3 separate regions of the Mus musculus genome follow, and all the other regions are linked to region 2. The links are chromatin contacts, called in public promoter capture Hi-C maps. All regions are on one chromosome and are shown on one strand. The core of a region is the stretch at or near the end of the contact, and the rest is flanking DNA. Distances in the headings are between cores, read along the strand shown. Region 1 holds the start of H2bc12 (H2B clustered histone 12). Region 2 holds the start of Zscan12 (zinc finger and SCAN domain containing 12). Region 3 holds the start of Zfp184 (zinc finger protein 184 (Kruppel-like)).

Region 1 (3,077 bases), core at 308-2,807, 670 kb after region 2:
ATAAATGTACAGAATTTCCTGTTTCATGGGCTGCTGTTGGAACTCCTTTTCCAGCTTCTCTCTTTGCAAGTGGCTGGCGTTACTGAAGTTCTCAGTAGTGACACACTAGGTCACACCAACTGCTTACAATTTTGTAGCCTCTCAGATCAATAATACTGAACTTGGAATCATTATTTCAACACAATTAATTAGGCTCTATTTTTAGAAATGAACTGCAGAGCACACATATTCTTTACACTGTTTTGTTAAATTTTATTCTTGGGTCAAGTTGAGGACTTTATCCCCTTCGTTACCAGGCAGGCTCTTACCCCCCCTCCCCCCCCCGAGTTTCTGCTCCTTTGAGCAGTAAGATTTGTGAAAACATTATGGGGATTTAGAAGAAAAAAAAAGTAACTTAAAATTGATCGTTTACTTCTGGCTAGCAGGTGGGCATGCACACACACCAGTTAAGCAGCATTAAGACCTGTAAAGTCTTCTAACATGTTCTGCTGCAAAGTGGAAAAAAAAAGTAAAACCTCATCTGTTGAAGGTTAACCAGACCTGGTGTCTATGATAGATTATGCCAGCTTGGGAAGGTCAAAGTCCCAATATCCAAGGCAGAGGCAGACTGGCTTGTCCTACAGTGGGTTTTAATGAGATTGTCTGAAAAAACAAAAAATACTTGATGAAAAAAAGACCAAGAAAGCAGTTTCAAGATCCAAATATTCCTAGAAGGGTTAAACTTGAATGCTTAAGTCCCACGCGGAGAGAACACATTTACACTGGACTGCAGCTTACTCACCACGTGGTTGGAATTAGTACTATCACTTCACAAAGGAGATCTTAGATTTACATGTACCAGCTTCTTTCTGGACTTTGTGTGTGGCTCTGAAAAGAGCCTTTGGGAGATATTGAAACCTGCTTCACTTGGCCTTGTGGTGGCTCTCGGTCTTCTTGGGCAGCAGCACGGCCTGGATGTTGGGCAGGACGCCGCCCTGCGCGATGGTCACGCGGCCCAGCAGCTTGTTGAGCTCCTCGTCGTTGCGGATGGCCAGCTGCAGGTGGCGCGGGATGATGCGCGTCTTCTTGTTGTCGCGGGCCGCGTTGCCCGCCAGCTCCAGGATCTCGGCCGTCAGGTACTCCAGCACGGCCGCCAGGTACACCGGGGCGCCGGCGCCCACGCGCTCCGAGTAGTTGCCCTTGCGGAGCAGCCGGTGCACGCGGCCCACGGGGAACTGCAGGCCGGCCCGGGAGGAGCGGGTCTTGGCCTTGGCGCGAGCCTTGCCGCCCTGCTTACCGCGTCCAGACATATTGTACAACTTAAAACTTCCCTGGTAAGCGTTAGCTAAACAGCAGAAACAAAGGGAAACTCTGTAGATTTTTATAGTCAAGCCAGGGCGCGAAAAAGGAGGCCCGTCATTGGTTAGCATTGTGAGTTCAACTTAACCAATGGAAACGAGGTTTTGGGAGTTGTGTATTCTCATTGGGTAAAAGCAGGCTCAGCCTTTTCTCTGAGTGACCACTACCCAGACAAGGGCATTTCACTTTATTTGCATACGAAGTTCTAGATAAAGAGTACCCGTGGTGTTCCTATCTGCTTGTCCTGTTGGGTGTTCAGCTTTGTTTTCTATTCATTTCTACGCCATGCCTGAGCCTGCGAAGTCCGCTCCCGCCCCGAAGAAGGGCTCCAAGAAGGCCGTCACCAAGGCCCAGAAGAAGGACGGCAAGAAGCGCAAGCGCAGCCGCAAGGAGAGCTACTCGGTGTACGTGTACAAGGTGCTGAAGCAAGTGCACCCCGACACCGGCATCTCCTCCAAGGCCATGGGCATCATGAACTCGTTCGTGAACGACATCTTCGAGCGCATCGCGAGCGAGGCGTCCCGCCTGGCGCATTACAACAAGCGCTCGACCATCACGTCCCGGGAGATCCAGACGGCCGTGCGCCTGCTGCTGCCCGGGGAGCTGGCCAAGCACGCCGTGTCGGAGGGCACCAAGGCTGTCACCAAGTATACTAGCGCCAAGTAAACTTCTCAATAGGGTTGACGTCTAGCACCAAAGGCTCTTTTAAGAGCCACTAAACCACCAGTATTAGAGCTGCAAACATGAATTCACCTTCGAGTACGGCTCTTGATTCCTGTGGCAGGTGTATGTAGTGTTGAATGCACTACAGAGTTGCTTGTCTCGGTCAGGGTCTCCCAGTTTTGTGTAAGCCACAATGACCTTTTGACTTAAAGTTATATTGTATTCTGGCGTAATTTGTTCAAAATCAGGTCAGGGCTGAGGGTGTAAATTCAGCTGGGAGAGTGTTTGGCATACCTGAAGCTCAGCTTAGTCCCCATTGCTGCGTAAGTTTGGATGAGGTGGAGCGCATCTATAATGCTTGTGTTCTGGTAAGTAGAAGTAAGATTAGGATCTTAAAATCGTGTTCTGTGTTAGAAATTCTGGCTAGGTTAGCTTACAAGATCCGGTCTCCTGTTAAAAAAAGTTAAATGGAGGCTAGTTAAGCCAAACCAGACAAAACCAACGATTTAAACCTTGCTGTAGTTGTGCCTGCCTTTATTTGAACCCAGCACTCTGAAGGCAAAGCCAGGTGGATGCCTGTTTGAGGCCGGTCTAGTCTACCGAGTGAGTTTGAACAGTCAGGGCTGCACAGTGAAACCCTGGGGTGTGGTGTGGAGGCAGAGGGGACCCATGGGGGACAATTTATTTAAAGGGAAACATTTTTGCCTCTTCCCTGTCTAAGCTTTAAGGATACAGATATTGAGAATACAGGATGGATTGCTTTCTCCTGGAGGTGATCTTACAGGTGAGCAAGGTCAGACTGGAATATTTTATCAAGCAGAACAAGTTTTCTATCCATCCAAGTCTTTATTAGAAATTTGCCTGTTAGGTTAATATTCTGAAAACATATAAAATGACTGTAATCACTTCTTGAGTGCTTATCAACATGCCAAGCATATGAACCCATTTAATTTTTTTTTTTTCGAGACAGGGTTTCTCTGTGTAGCCCTGGACCAGGCTGGCCTCGAACTCAGAAATCCATATGCCTCTGCCTCCCAAGTGTTGGGATTAAATGCGTGCACCACCACTGCCCAGCC
Region 2 (3,172 bases), core at 82-2,581:
GGTTTCACCAATCAAAAGGCTAAGAATTTTCCAGATAGCTATAACCCACCTGTACTGGCTGGCTTTGTGTGCCAACTTGACACAAGCTGGAGTTATCACAGAGAAAGGAGTTTCTGTTGAGAAAATGCCTCCATGAGATCCAGCTGTAAGGCATTTTCTCAATTAGTGATCAAGGGGGAAGGACCCCTTGTGGGTGATGCCATCCCTGGGCTGGTAGTTTTGGGTTCTATAAGAGAGCAGGCTGAGCAAGCCAGGGGAAGCAAGCCAGTAAGAAACATCCTTCCGTGGCCTCTGCATCAGCTCCTGCTTCCTGACCTGCTTGAGTTCTAGTCCTGACTTCCTTTAGTGATGAACAGCAGTGTGGAAAAGTAAGCTGAATAAACCCTTTCCTCCCCAGCTGGCTTCTTGGTCATGGTGTTTGTGCAGGAATAGAAACCCAGACTAAGACACCACCTAACTTACATTTCCACTAATTGTTTTTTTAAAGTTGTCTTGATTTACTACTTTCTTTTGTTCTGGTTATGTAAATCAATGTCCTAAGCCACACTCTACATGTATTTTGCTCGATAATAAATTACTACTATCTTTGAGAGCTTGTGCTTGGTTTTCTGGTTACCCTCGACATGTACATTAGCTAAGAACAGGGTGAGATTTTTGTTGTTGTTGTTTTGTTTTCACTTCCAGAACACAGAATGTTCTGGTGCATGATAAGAGCATTAACCACTATTCTTTTTCAGGGATTTTTCTTTGGACTCTCCTTTTAAATTAAAACAAACAAACAAACAAACATTTTTTTTTAATTCTAGAAAAATGGTTGTGTTTATTGGGATACCATAGTTGCAAACATATTTAATTAGTACTGACTGCTTTGTTGAGTTTTTCTACCCAAGAAAGCTTATTGCCTCCTATTTATGTTCATATTTGGCTTTTAAAGTGTTTTAAAGTTAGCCCCAAGTAAATGTGGCACATCTCTTGAGCTCTGAGTATTTTTGCTGTTGCTTTTGTAGCTGTGGTCTTTTCATTCACACTCGTACTTATGAAGGCTGATTTTAGTGTTCATAATATCCTGTTAACTTACTAAATTATCCTTTTAATACATTTTTTCCCATTGACCAGAAGAATGTCTCTTTGAGACATCACTAATCTCAGTGATACTGAAACACAAACGCGAAACCGGATAAGGACCGGCATGCTCACTATGATTAGACAGAAAATCCCAACTTCTTTTGCCAGAGTAAGGACAAACCACTGAGTGGAACTCCGTGGCTCCCTAGAGTGGCTCTGGGAGCAACAGGGCTCCACCGCTTCCGGCCTTTGTGGGAGTCCGCGATGACTTCCGGTTCCTGGGAGGGCTGGATTCCCTTCCCTGCGCAGGAGCGACGCGGTGAGCGAGCTCGTGCTCCAGGCGGGGGGAGGGTGCTCCCTGCTACCTAGACTCTCGGCCTTAGAAAGATGCTTGGAACCGGGGGAAAGGCCACCCGGGCTGCGCTGCGGCTGCCTATGGGTCCCCCTGGGGCGCGGAGCTGGCCCGGACCTAGGCACGCTGCAGAACTTTAAGTTAGAGTCACAGAACTGGAGGGGCAGGAGAAAAGCAGAGCACCCTCCCCAACTTCTAACCTTTATGAGTGGTTAAGTTCCAACTAAAGCCAGTTGGGAGACTGTACTATGTATATGTGATTTGTGCCAGGTACGCAGAAAAAAAAATCAAAAGCAGCAAGGCAGGCGTACCCTACTCTTGTACTCTTTCCGTTATTTTTGGTGGTACTGTTAGTTGAACTTCCCACCCGCCAGGCAGCGGTTGCCCTTCCCCAACGCTATCTGCTAATTCCAAAATTTTTTGTTTATTTCAGTTAGTTGTTGTTCACTTTAGGAGTAAGTGGAGGTAAGTTTCTTCCCAAGCTTTACTCCCTGAAGTCCTGAAACAATTTGACATCTTTTTCACTTTTGTCTATTTTTGTGAAAGTCCACGTACAATCCAGTCAATACAGTAGATTAACCGGAGGGCAGCTTTTCAACTCTCCCACTTAACTCTTAGAATAGGCGGTATTTGCTTATTGTAGTTCGTGTTAGTAACGATGACTTATCCCTTAGGTCCACTGGGTAAGAAGATTTACCAAGGAGTTATTACTTGAAAGATTGATACATCTTTTATCTAGCTACGATGACATCTACTAGTGATACCAAGGTCTGTAAGAACCAGGGTGGACTTTTGGAAATAAAAATGGAGGAAGAATGTAAGTATACCACCAGACAAGATAGGAACCTACAAAAGAACACTTATAACAGAGACGTCTTCCGAAAATACTTCAGACAGTTTTGCTACCAGGAAACTTCTGGACCCCGGGAGGCTCTGAGCCGGCTGCGCGAGCTCTGCAGACAGTGGCTGCGGCCGGACTTGAACAGCAAGGAGCAGATCCTGGAGCTGCTGGTGCTGGAGCAGTTCCTGACCATCCTGCCAGGGGAGCTGCAGGCCTGGGTGCAGGAGCAGAATCCGGAGAGTGTGGAGGAGGTGGTGACTGTGCTGGAGGATTTAGAGAGAGAGCTTGATGAACTAGGATACCGGGTAAGAAAAAGGGGGGAGGGGTCCTCTTTCCTAAGCGCGACTGAATTTGTAGGCCAAAGTGAAGTATACCACTATTTTACAAAGCATATTGACATTTAGTTGGATCCAAAGGGGACTTTAAGTGTCATGGGAATTTGGAGTTGAACTTGTACGTTGTACATCCTAGCCTTGGGCTTGTAATCTTCCTGTCTCATATCCTTGGTGCTGAGATTACAGGTATGTACGTCCACTCCTGTCTGGTCTTAGTTTAATTATTCCTTTTCATCAGTGGGGTTGTTTTATTTCTGTGCTAAGCTACAAAGTTCTATCTGATGCTTAGTTCAGACACACAAGGCATATACTACGAGCGAAGATACTAGAAGAAGAGGAAGAAGAAGAAGGTATTAGATGGTGGTAATAGGGTGCGAAACAGCCTCTTGTAAAGACTATTATGTAATATAAACAAGTAATTGAGAAATGGGTGTTGAGCTGGGTAGGAGCACATGCCTGTCAACTAGCACTCAGATGATGGAAGCACATAGATTGGGGTTTGAGAACAATATGGGCTATACTGCAAGTCCCTGTCCAAAAAATAACAAGATTGGGGATATGTTTCAGTGCTAGAGGACT
Region 3 (3,417 bases), core at 585-3,084, 580 kb after region 2:
AAGGTTCCTAAAATCCCAAACGTCACATAGTTGCAGAAACAATCTGCAGCTGGCAAAACCATGCCTCTGCTAGAGCATGAGGTAAATCATAATCAACTGCTTTGGACAGTCTGAAGCAGCCTCGTAATCCCACACCTGGGATTAAAACTAGAACACATTCTTATATTTCTTAAAAAAAAAAAAAAAAAAAAAAACAAAAAAACAACCAAAATTCCAAAATTGTCATTACAGTTTTCAAATATCTCCCAGTCTGGATTTTTCAGTGTAGTAAACAGACATGTGGTTGACTGTCCTAACCATGAGAATATATGAAAGATGACTGTAGCTGTTTCCCATGCACCTCACTTCCATCTGAGTCATCACTAGAATCTAATGTCTATATAGCATCCATTTTTTAAAGGCATTTGAGACTTTTTAAAAAATAATTTATTTATTATATGTAAGTACATTGTAGCTGTCTTTAGACACCAGAAAAGGGCCTCATATGTTACTACAGATGGTTGTGAGCCACCATGTGGTTGCTGGGATTTGAACTCAGGACCTCCTGAAAAGCTGTTAGTGCTCTTACCCGCTGAGCTATCTCACCATCCCCAGCATCCATCTTTTAAGAATAATTTAGTTTAAATGCTATAACTCAGTAATTCTTCTAGCTTCTACTCATAATCAAATTTCAAAGTCACTTTCATGTGTCCAGGCATTTATTTCAACAGAGCCCCATTCCCAGAACCAAAACCTGTGAGGTGCTCCTAGCCAGCAAACAGAAAAGCTAGTGTTAGAAGTCTGGTCCTAAGCATGCAGTCTTCTATAAATTCTAGTTCCAAGGGCTCCTACATCCTTTTCTGGACACCAAAGCATGTCCCTTCACATATGCCCACAAACAGACACATAAAATCAATTAAAAAAAAAAAACTAAACATGATTGCTGTTTGCATTCTCTTTTTTATCGAATGTCTTGTTGCAACCATTTCTCTAAATATCATCCCCTTTCCTTAAAGTTTTCATGTGTAGCATTATCATTTCCAGGTCTGGTGCTCTCAGCTAAGGAGGGGAGCCACTTTAGCCCTTCTGTCAAATAACTGGGGAGGAACAGAAGCCCTTAGATGAGTGGGCCACATCTTTGAAACATAAAAACCTATTTGTTGCAATCTTCTGTGTTCGTCTAGAGCACTAATGGATATGCTTTAAGTGCTAGGCAAGGAAACGTGCAGTATGTAAAATACTGTACCATCACCTTCTCCCGGCTTCTTTAGTATTTAAAAAAAAAATGAGAGTCGTTTTTCGAAGACATGAAAACGAAAAAATATTTTCAAAACGACAAATACCATATAAATGAGAATGCAGACCAACCAGGTAATAAAAGTAGGGTTGAACGATGAAATGTACGCTTGCATTTTGAAATTCTCTGTGAGGGGAGGTCAGATCCTTAGGAGGTGGAGAAGGTGGATCAGGATTTCAAGGCCAGCCACATGTATATAGCAAGTTCGAGACCAGCCTGAGGGGCATGGTACTGCCCCCAACATCTCCGCCCAAAACCCTGAGGGTGTGTGAATATTGGTTACAAACGCTATATATGGCCACCTCTGCTCACAATCCAAATCACTGGACACAAACGGTAGGCAGGTTCAACCTCCCGAGCCACCAGGAGGGACTGCAGCATTTGTGGAAACCTGGGAAAAGTAATTCAGAAACACTGCGCGTTGCATTCTGGGAATTGTGGTCCTTTGTGTTCCCCGGTGAGGCGCTCCTGTGTGTTGCGGGGAGGGGGAAACCAAGGGAAAGGGTCTACGCGACCGGAAGTGACCGCTAAGCCGACTGTGGGCGTGGAAAGGGGTGGGCGTTTGGCTCGTCCCACGGCGTAAACTCACAGCCTGAGTTTTGATGACCATCCCAGGTCATCTGGATCCAGGATCCTTGGAGTGCGTCACAAGACTGGAGTCCAGGTATCACCATGGCAACCACCAGCGCCTTGGGTGTGTGACGTCACCTTGCGGGCTCGCGTAGTGCGGCATGCGCGGGAGGAAGCCGGGGAGTCAGGGAAGGGGGCGCGCCTCCCCTCGGCGTTGCCGGGGACCGCGGGTTCCCCAAGGCTTTGTTCCTTTGTTCTGGGCCGGGCCAGCAAAATGCGGAGCAGCCCGCCTTTCTGGTGTGCCCCGCAACAGGTGTGTCTGGCCGCCTGGGAAAGTGGGAGATCGCAGACCCTGTGGAGGGCGGGTGGCCAAGACTAGGTGGGCGCCCAGAGTCTCTACTGCAGCGAGGCAGAGCTGTTCGCTCCCTATTCACTTTTTGTTTCTTGTAGCAATCCAAACTTCCCCTGTGCACGTCCGATCTTGGACAGGACCTCTTGGCTACTCTGTACGAGTCTGAGGTGCGACTGTAAGACGCGTGCTGCAGAGTGTATCCTGTGCCTGGTAGGCCAGTCTCGTAGAGCATAAGACACCTACTCTGGAAGGAGAGCGGGACATCCAAGTCCCAAACTGAAGCTGCCCAGGTATCCACGTGTCCAAGTTCTAGCGGAAGACGTAGAGCTCCTGGGATGGCAGGTAATGGCAATGGCCAGGGCAGAGAGGACTGGTGTATGGCGAACTGAGAGGTGGGAGGAAGAAGTAATGTGGCCAGGGGTAAAGAAACCTAATTACATCATCGAAAGAGGCTTGAAAGAATTAATTCTGAGTTCTGGACATCAGAATTTGAAAAGGAACAACAGTTCAGAATATCTGATCCTCTTGACATTTCTCTTTTATTACATTTCCGAATAGAAAACTTTAGTCAGAAAAAAAAAGGTGTTTTAACTTATTGCAAAGATTAGTTTTGAAATATCTTGCAGAAAGCAATTTTTTCAAGCTTGTTCTGGTGCAAGTGTGTGTGTGGACTTAAACTCACCATTTGGGTGCAAATGTTTCCTTGTTTTTTAGTTCCTTTTACTAACAGTGCCTAGTCCTGTAACCTGTGTGTAGATCTTAAAAGCACCAGATACTGTCAGTAATTTTACAATGATGCCGTTACCTGTGAATTCAGCTGTTAGAACTCCTAAGTTCCCTGTCAAGCAGCCTAAGTCTCATTTCCTATGATAGGTCCATATAAGATCGCTAGACTTCTTTGAGTAGTCTTTTCCTAGTTAGCATATTTCTTACATTGCAATGCCTAAAACTAAACAGTTCTTTAAATGTCCTTTTAAAAATACCTAAGAGTATGATCTATTACTATCTTTCCCTTATCACATTTTTGTTAATTTTTTTAAAAAGATTTTGTTTTATGTGTATAAGTGTGTGCTTGCATGTCTTTACTTTCGTTAGGTATGGGAGAGTGTCACTGAATAAACTCACTGGGACCCACAAGGTTTTGCGTCCTTAGTGCTGGGATTAAAGGCATGCACTATTATACCCTACTGTTTACTCATGCTTTATGTGAAGCAGAGAG

What was found. Promoter capture Hi-C pulls out the DNA fragments that hold promoters and counts their contacts.
Region 1: a contact with region 2 is called in a promoter capture Hi-C map of pre-B cells. The contact joins the promoter of H2bc12 here to the promoter of Zscan12 in region 2. A contact is called at or near these places in 12 of 39 promoter capture datasets (3T3-L1-derived adipocytes, the C10 cell line, the HPC-7 cell line and 8 more), 1 of 484 Hi-C or Micro-C datasets (embryonic fibroblasts), 1 of 115 datasets of contacts at active chromatin or transcription factors (memory CD8 T cells) and 1 of 9 other capture datasets (liver).
Region 3: a promoter capture Hi-C map of second pharyngeal arch cranial neural crest shows a contact between it and region 2. The contact joins the promoter of Zfp184 here to the promoter of Zscan12 in region 2. A contact is called at or near these places in 4 of 39 promoter capture datasets (cranial neural crest, frontonasal cranial neural crest, pre-B cells and 1 more) and 1 of 115 datasets of contacts at active chromatin or transcription factors (memory CD8 T cells).

The regions. Positions count from the first base shown.
Region 1 is chr13:22,034,264-22,037,340 of GRCm38.p6, forward strand. H2bc12 (H2B clustered histone 12) reads left to right here and starts at 1,558. Exons shown (of 1, transcript NM_175665.2): 1 at 1,558-2,057. The coding sequence starts at 1,624. The coding sequence ends at 2,004. It overlaps H2ac12 (H2A clustered histone 12), which reads right to left and starts at 1,380. Exons shown (of 1, transcript NM_175659.2): 1 at 859-1,380. The coding sequence starts at 1,289. The coding sequence ends at 903.
Region 2 is chr13:21,361,489-21,364,660 of GRCm38.p6, forward strand. It overlaps Zscan12 (zinc finger and SCAN domain containing 12), which reads left to right and starts at 1,332. Exons shown (of 4, transcript NM_016684.2): 1 at 1,332-1,384; 2 at 2,092-2,563. The coding sequence starts at 2,162.
Region 3 is chr13:21,943,260-21,946,676 of GRCm38.p6, forward strand. Zfp184 (zinc finger protein 184 (Kruppel-like)) reads left to right here and starts at 1,835. Exons shown (of 6, transcript NM_183014.1): 1 at 1,835-1,940; 2 at 2,297-2,540. The coding sequence starts at 2,534.